Linked DNA regions of Mus musculus: region 1 is linked to region 2. Evidence: chromatin contacts called from public Hi-C data. All regions are on one chromosome and are shown on one strand. The core of a region is the stretch at or near the end of the contact, and the rest is flanking DNA. Distances in the headings are between cores, read along the strand shown.

What was found. Hi-C and Micro-C count contacts between places; a contact is called where the count stands out from the background.
Region 1: a Hi-C map of uterus shows a contact between it and region 2, with 1.8 times the contacts expected there. A contact is called at or near these places in 6 of 484 Hi-C or Micro-C datasets (brown adipocytes, liver, nephron progenitors and 2 more) and 2 of 130 datasets of targeted methods (the NIH/3T3 cell line and embryonic fibroblasts).

Annotation. Positions count from the first base shown.
Region 1 is chr19:36,790,707-36,794,119 of GRCm38.p6, reverse strand. No RefSeq gene overlaps it. Among named protein-coding and RNA genes, the nearest start is that of Tnks2, 42 kb to the left of the region's middle.
Region 2 is chr19:36,687,781-36,691,138 of GRCm38.p6, reverse strand. Hectd2os (Hectd2, opposite strand) reads left to right here and starts at 1,660. Exons shown (of 5, transcript NR_033510.1): 1 at 1,660-1,900.

The DNA of each region.
Region 1 (3,413 bases), core at 85-2,584, 100 kb before region 2:
CCTCAGCTTCTTGCACTGTGTGTAAGCATGCACACCGCCCTTTGTGCATAAACTGCTTTCCCTTCTTTACCCTCTCAATTGGCCTGACTCAGTTTATTTTATTTTATGTGTTTTGGTGTTTTGATTGCATGTGTTTTCTGTGTACCATGTATATATGCCTGATGTCTTTGGAGGCCATGAGAGGCCATAGGAGCCCCTGGAACTGGAGTTACAGACAGTTGTGGACCACCATGGGCATGCTGGGAATTGAACTGAGGTCGTCTGGGAGAACAGCCAGTGCTCTTTACTGCTGAGCCATCTCTCCAGCCCTCCCACTCAGTTTTCAAGCCTGGCCCAACTTTAGATTACCTACCCCATGTTTCTCACACCCTCAGTCTCTTTGGGGTTAAGTACTGCTGGGTCTGTCTAGCTCTGTCATAAGAGATGAGGTCACACTCTTGGACAATGGGAAACTCTGTATTTTGTGTATACAAAAAGTAGCCTTTGAAAACAATGGTAGGAAGCAGGCGCCTGCCCTCTGAATTGGAATGGCTGAGATTGTTTATAAGAAATTTGGCCTAAAAATCAGGCCTTAAACATTTTTTTTCAAATAAAAAAAATTTGAGACATGGTCTCACTATGTTGCCCTGGCTGGTTTAGAACTTGCTATGTAGAGCAGGCTAGTCTCACACTCCCAGAGTGCTGTGATCAAAGGTGTGTCTACCTTGTCCAGATGGCTTTAAATGCTTAAAAAATCACATTTATTTATTTATGTATGTATTTATTTATTTATTTATTAATTATTCACGGGTGTACATGTGCCACATTATGTTTGCAAAGATCAGAGACTTGAGAGACTTGATCCAAGAGATTGAACTCATGCTATCTGGCTTGGTGGCAAACAGCTTTATATTCTAACCCATCTTGTTGACCCCTAACGTCAGGTCTTAAAGGATATCTTAGTGGGGTTTAGTGGCAAGCAAATGTAGTCCCAGGTCTCCAGGGAAGCCCCTCAAGATTGGGAAGTTGCTTGAGCTTAGGAGTTTGAAGTCAGCCGGGAAAGCTAGTGACATATTAGCAGGAGCAGGGGCAGGGGCAGGGGCAGGGGCAGGGGCAGGGGCAGGGGCAGGGGCAGGGGCAGGGGCAGGGGCAGGGGCAGGGGCAGGAGCAGCTGTAATAAAGAGTACAGGGTACATGAGTACCAGAACAGTGAAAGACAACGACCAGACGGAAAACAAGTTGGTTTTTGTCTTTAACAGTTTTTCAAAGTGCATCATACACTCTCTTAGGCATGGCTTGGTGCTTGGTTAATACTCTGCGCAGTAGCAGCAAAGGCTGAAATGACTCACCACCAGGAATGGAGGAACTTGGGGAAGAAGGTCCAGCACGTAGGCGTGGAGGGCGTGGTTTTTACTCTGAACCCAAGAGAAGGAGGTGGCTATTGCTCTGGTGCAGCTAGTGAGAGATGGAGTGCGAAGCTTTAGATGGGGGACCATGGGACCAGTATAACTTAGGAACTAGAGTTTAATTCTCTCACTTGTCGGAACAGTTTATGACACAGTGCAATTAACGCACAGCATTAGTTAAGTCTGGGTCTGTGTTTCCTGTATCACAGGAATGCTAGAATCTGTCTTGCTTACTTCTCAAAAGTCTATCAAAGGAGGAAAACCTTTATAAAAGAGCTTTGAAAACCATGAAGTCTGAGCACAAGGCATGTGTTGGTGAGGGGGGCCTGCCCTGGAAGGGCGGGCACTGGGAATGTGGCCTTCTTGGGCCTGTAGCGGCAGGCAGGGAAGGGTTGCTCCCGGACAGAGCGAGGAGGTGGGCAGATTCAGGTAAAGATAGCCTCAAAATGATCTAATGAGGCTGGAAGTGGTCCATGGGGAACCAAGCGATGAAGGGAGGGGGGCAGGCTCTGAGAACAGAGACACCAAAGAGGGACTATTTGCTCCCGAGTGAGCGGACAGCGGAGGCAGGTGAATGAATTCAGAGGATGTTGTTTAAACACAACAAGGCAGAATGAAGTAATAAGTAAAATAAGTGAAATTGAAGGATATGGTTACTCGTGGACTGGAATGTACATATTTGTCTGAGCAGGTCTTGGTGCCCATGTATGTGTACGCATGTGGATGCCAGAGGATACCAGTTTTTTTTGTTTTGTTTTGTTTTTGTTGTTTTTGTTTTGAGACAGTGTTTCTCAGTGTCTGGGAACACACCAAGTAGTCTAGGCTGGCAGGCCAGGGAGTCCAAGGGATCCTGTATTTACCTCTCTGGTATGAGGGTCACAATGTATCCACACCTGGCTTCTTCAAATGGGTTCTGGTGATACAAATTAGGTCCTTGTACTCCCAAACAAGTGATTTACCAATGTAGCCTTCTCTTCAGCCCTGAAATTAACTTATTTATTTATTTATTTAAGCAGCTTTGAGGACATTTGGAGTAAACCATCACCATGGAGTAAGCAGTGCAAAGAGTTTCTGAGTTCTTCCAAAATAAACCCACTCAGGAGAATGGGCTAGATAGTGCCTAAGAGAGAGAACTAAGTGGGGAAGCGGGAGAAACCTTTCTTTTCTCTATTGACAGGGCCGTTCTGTAATGTCCATCCAGCGTTATCTGTAGTCCATGCTATGGTGACTATAATCCCTGCTGTGTGGGAAGCTGTGTGAGAACAGAGATTAACTGGCTTCATTGATAGCTGGGCCCTAGTGCCTGGCATAGTTTCTGGGAGATACTAGCCTTGTGTTAATTGAATGTTGAACGATGTTTGTCAAAGAGTAGGTAATGGGTGGGGGTGGGGGTGGGGGCTCTTCTTGACCAATAGTCCTCACACAGAGGTAGAAAATAAGTCCTCTGGTGTTCTTTCTGGTGAGAACACGAATTTCACCATGGGGTGCCCACCTTCATGAAATCCTCCAGGGGTTCTCAGCCAAGGGTCATGACTCCTTGGTGGGAGTGTGTGTCCAGTGACTTTTTTTTTTTTACAGGGCTCCTATATCAGAATCCTGCATATAAGATTCATATCTGATTATGATTCATAACAGTAGCAAAATTACAGTTATGAAGTAGCAATGAAAATAAGTTAATGGTTGGGGGGGGTCATCACAACATGAGGAAGTGTATTAAAGGGTCACAGCACTAGGAGGGAGGTTGAGAAGCACTGCTTTAACCCTAATGGCCTCTCAAAGGCTCCATTTCTAAATATTACATTGAGGTTAAAGTTTCAATATAAGTTTGATGTTCAAGCCATGGCAACACAGTCCATAACGTGGGCGGCCTGCTTCCTTGGGACTCTCTTTTAGTCATTGTATGTCTCATGCTCGGTTAGATAGCATAAGCCCTAAGAACCAGGCATCAACCCCAGGATTGGAGGTCTTGTCTTCTCTTTGGCCTTGGGGAGCAAATGGGTTGGAGCCAGCTGGGCATTTTCTTTAGTA
Region 2 (3,358 bases), core at 411-2,910:
CTCCTACCTCCCCACCCTTGATTCCCCTACACTGGGGCATCTATTGAGCCTTCATAGGACCAAGGACCTCTCCTCTCATTGATGCACGACAAGGCCATTCTTTGCTACATATGCAGCTGGAGCCATGCGTACTCCTTGGTTGATGGCTTCCTACCTCAGGACCAGCCCTTCTCTGCTGAGTACTGTCTGTGAGGTTCTTTCTTCATGATCCTCCCAGAACTATAGTGATCAACTGAATAGCTTCATGCCCATTGCTTCTTTTAAGGGTATAGGAGAGTTGGAGAAGGCTTTGCACAAACCCAGAAGAAGTTGAAACATTAATTCTGCCTCTATGGGACCCAGCATGGATTAATTACTCTCTCTGGGCATTTCTAAAGACCCCTCACTGCAAGGTGGACTTGAATCACCTCCCCGCGGGTTGTTATAGGGAATAGGATTGTAGGAAAATGCTTGGACCACATCGGTTACAACCGCCATGCCCAGTGGAAGCAAGGGATGTGTTAGGGAACTGAGGTCACCTCTCTCCTGGCAATCAGAAGTGGTTTCCCTTTACTGTGTGGCTCCTCCCATTTTTTTGTACAGCACAGTGGGGGGGATGGTTCCTATTCTGACCTGTGGCTAGACCTGGGTGAGCCCTTGGTCTCTCAGCCACAGTTTTCTTGATTATAAGGTGAAAGTAACAATATTTACTGCTTATGATCTTGGGAGAAAGTAAGATTCAGTAATCAGGGCAGTGCCTGGCTCAAAATAATTACCTGCTATTGAGTACACCCCCCTTCTTTTCTCAGACCATATGTTCTGTGTAGGCAGAAATGTTTCCAGATGACCCGTGGCCCAGGGATGGGCCTGAAGCTGGGCCACAGCAGCTAGCAAAAGGAAAAACAAGTCCCCCTTCTTCTCCTGGTTCTCAGTGGATCTCATTTGAAGAGTATAACATTAAGGTTCCATAACAATTTAGAAGATAAACAATCCCAGAATAGGTTCCTACAGCATTAAATAGGGCAGTTTAAAAATGGGTCACTGTGGGGGAAACGCAAACAAACAAAAGCCTCGCCTGTGTTATACAACAGAGGCCCCTGGGGCTTTGTTTGCATGAGAAAGCAGCTCTGGAAAGGTGTACTAAGGATTTCAAACCAAAGGCAGGTAAGTTTGTAGCAAAAATAGTACATAAATCTGCTTATTAAAAAAATAACGTTCCTATAAAAGTTACCGTGGGACTCAGTTTCCCCTTTTCCAGAGTTTGAGAGCTGGGATGCATGCATGGGCCTCACAGGGTTGGATAAAATGTTCCAGGATTTTCATAAACACTGAGATGACACTGGCATTTTAAGCCAGAATAGACCTGGATCTGACTTGATTTAAAGGCATGGTTGGGTTTTCCCAAGTTTTTGTTTTAGTGTTATTTTTCCATCATGTATCAATGGACTTTATTTTGATCAAATCCACACTTTTTCTTTCCCACTAACCCACTAACTCTTTCAGGGTCCCTCTCCTATCCCTTTCCAGGGTAGAATATATGGATATAGATTGTATTTTTTCTCATTTCCCCTGCTGCCCTAGGCTGTCCTCCATCCTTCTGTCTTGTTGCTAATTATCTTGTCCCTCCATTACATCTCTCTCTCCTCCCCCTCACAAGTCACTGCAGCCTACAGCTATGGTCTCTTCCTCTTTGTGCATAGCTTCTGCTGGAATCTTTGCACTCACTCTGCCGGTGACATCGAATGCTATTATTATCTTCTGCGTGCTAGTGAATGAATTAACTCAGCAAGCTCTTCCTGACAGCTGTGATAGCGTGCCAAGCACTGCATTAGGGACTAGGGGTGGGGATGATGAAGGCAGGGGCTGCTCCTGTAGCTGAGATCTGGGGTTGACCTTCGGAGTCAGTGTGAGGAGGTCAGAGGTAAGCATGGCAAAGGGGTTCATGGGTCTGTGACAACAGGTTTCTACTCAGTGGGAGGGGAGGAATGGGTGGGAGGGTTAGGTCGGTTTCTGTGTGGAAGAAGTTGGACTGTTTCTTCAAAGGTTGCCTAGGAAGGGTGAGAGGTTGGGGGCACCAAGGAGATGGTGAGAAAAGCAGTGGACAGGCTAGTGAGAAAAAGCTTGGAGTTTGCTTCCATGTGGCTGAGATATATGGGAGACTGGGCTAGACAGACAGGGCGGAGCACAACCCAACAGAATAACACAACACAACATAACACAGCACAACTGCCAGTATGCCTTTCTCTTTCTGGGAGAAATTCTCTATCTGAATTGGGAACAGGTCCCAGGGTGGCTCATAGGAGGCCAGAAAGGGTACTTACTGACTCTTTTACTGAGAGAGTGACTTGAGGATGCCACAGCAAGAGAGTCTCTGCTTTTGAGATGACTATGGAAGACTAACTATGGCCAGATTAGTAATACCATGTGACACAGACAAGGTGTTGTGGGGCCCTTGGGAAAGAGCACTGACCCTATCTCAGGACCAGGGAAGGTTTCTTCGAGGTGATATAGGCTGATCAGCCATCCTGACTCTTGGAGTTTATACAGTGGAGGAGGAGGCAGAGGAGGAGGGAGGGAAGAGATGAGGGGGAGGAGGAGGAAGTGGAGGAGGGAGGCTGGGGAACTTGGAAGAACAGGGAAGAGTGAAGCCTAGCCAATGTGCAGAAAGATCTCCTGTGCTCCACCTCTCTGAGCTTCAGCCTTCCAGGCCCAAGAAACAAAGCTACAGACTTTGGGGATCCAAGGGACTTTGAAGTAGGCCAGAGAGCAGCCTGAAGAGAGATCTGGCTGGCTGTGTATAGGCCTCTGGTCTCTCTTGGAACATGGGCCTGTTTTGCAAACATAGCAACATGGGCCAAGTACGTGGGTTTTGGCACTAGTTGGGCTGACCCAGCTCACTAAGCAAATAGTGGGGGAGTTTCTTCCTTTTTCCTTTGTAAACTTCAATCTTCTCTGGGCGCATAATTTATAGAATTCCAGAGAACTCCATTTTTGGCTTTCTTCCCAAGAAGGAAAAGCGCCTCACATTTTCCACACACTCGTCCCAGTCCGCTGGCCTAGAGCCAAGACTTCTTGTTGAGGCTGAGAAAAAGATGGTTGCTGTTCAGGGTTAAGGTAGTCAGCGGGGGTGGGGTGGGGGTGGGGGAGCTATACTACTACTCCAGGGATAGCTGCGGTCATGTGACAGGTAAGTATTCTTCACAATAGTCCTGGAGTGGAGAATAGATGTATCAAGGTTCAGGGCAAGAGACTATGCAGACAGCGGAGATCTGCTAAGGACTGTGCAAGGAGTCTCCCTGACTCCCAACTCTCCATAGCTGCTTAATGTTCACCAAGCACTTTCTTGTCTCATTGGATGAGGTGAGAAACAATCTCTACC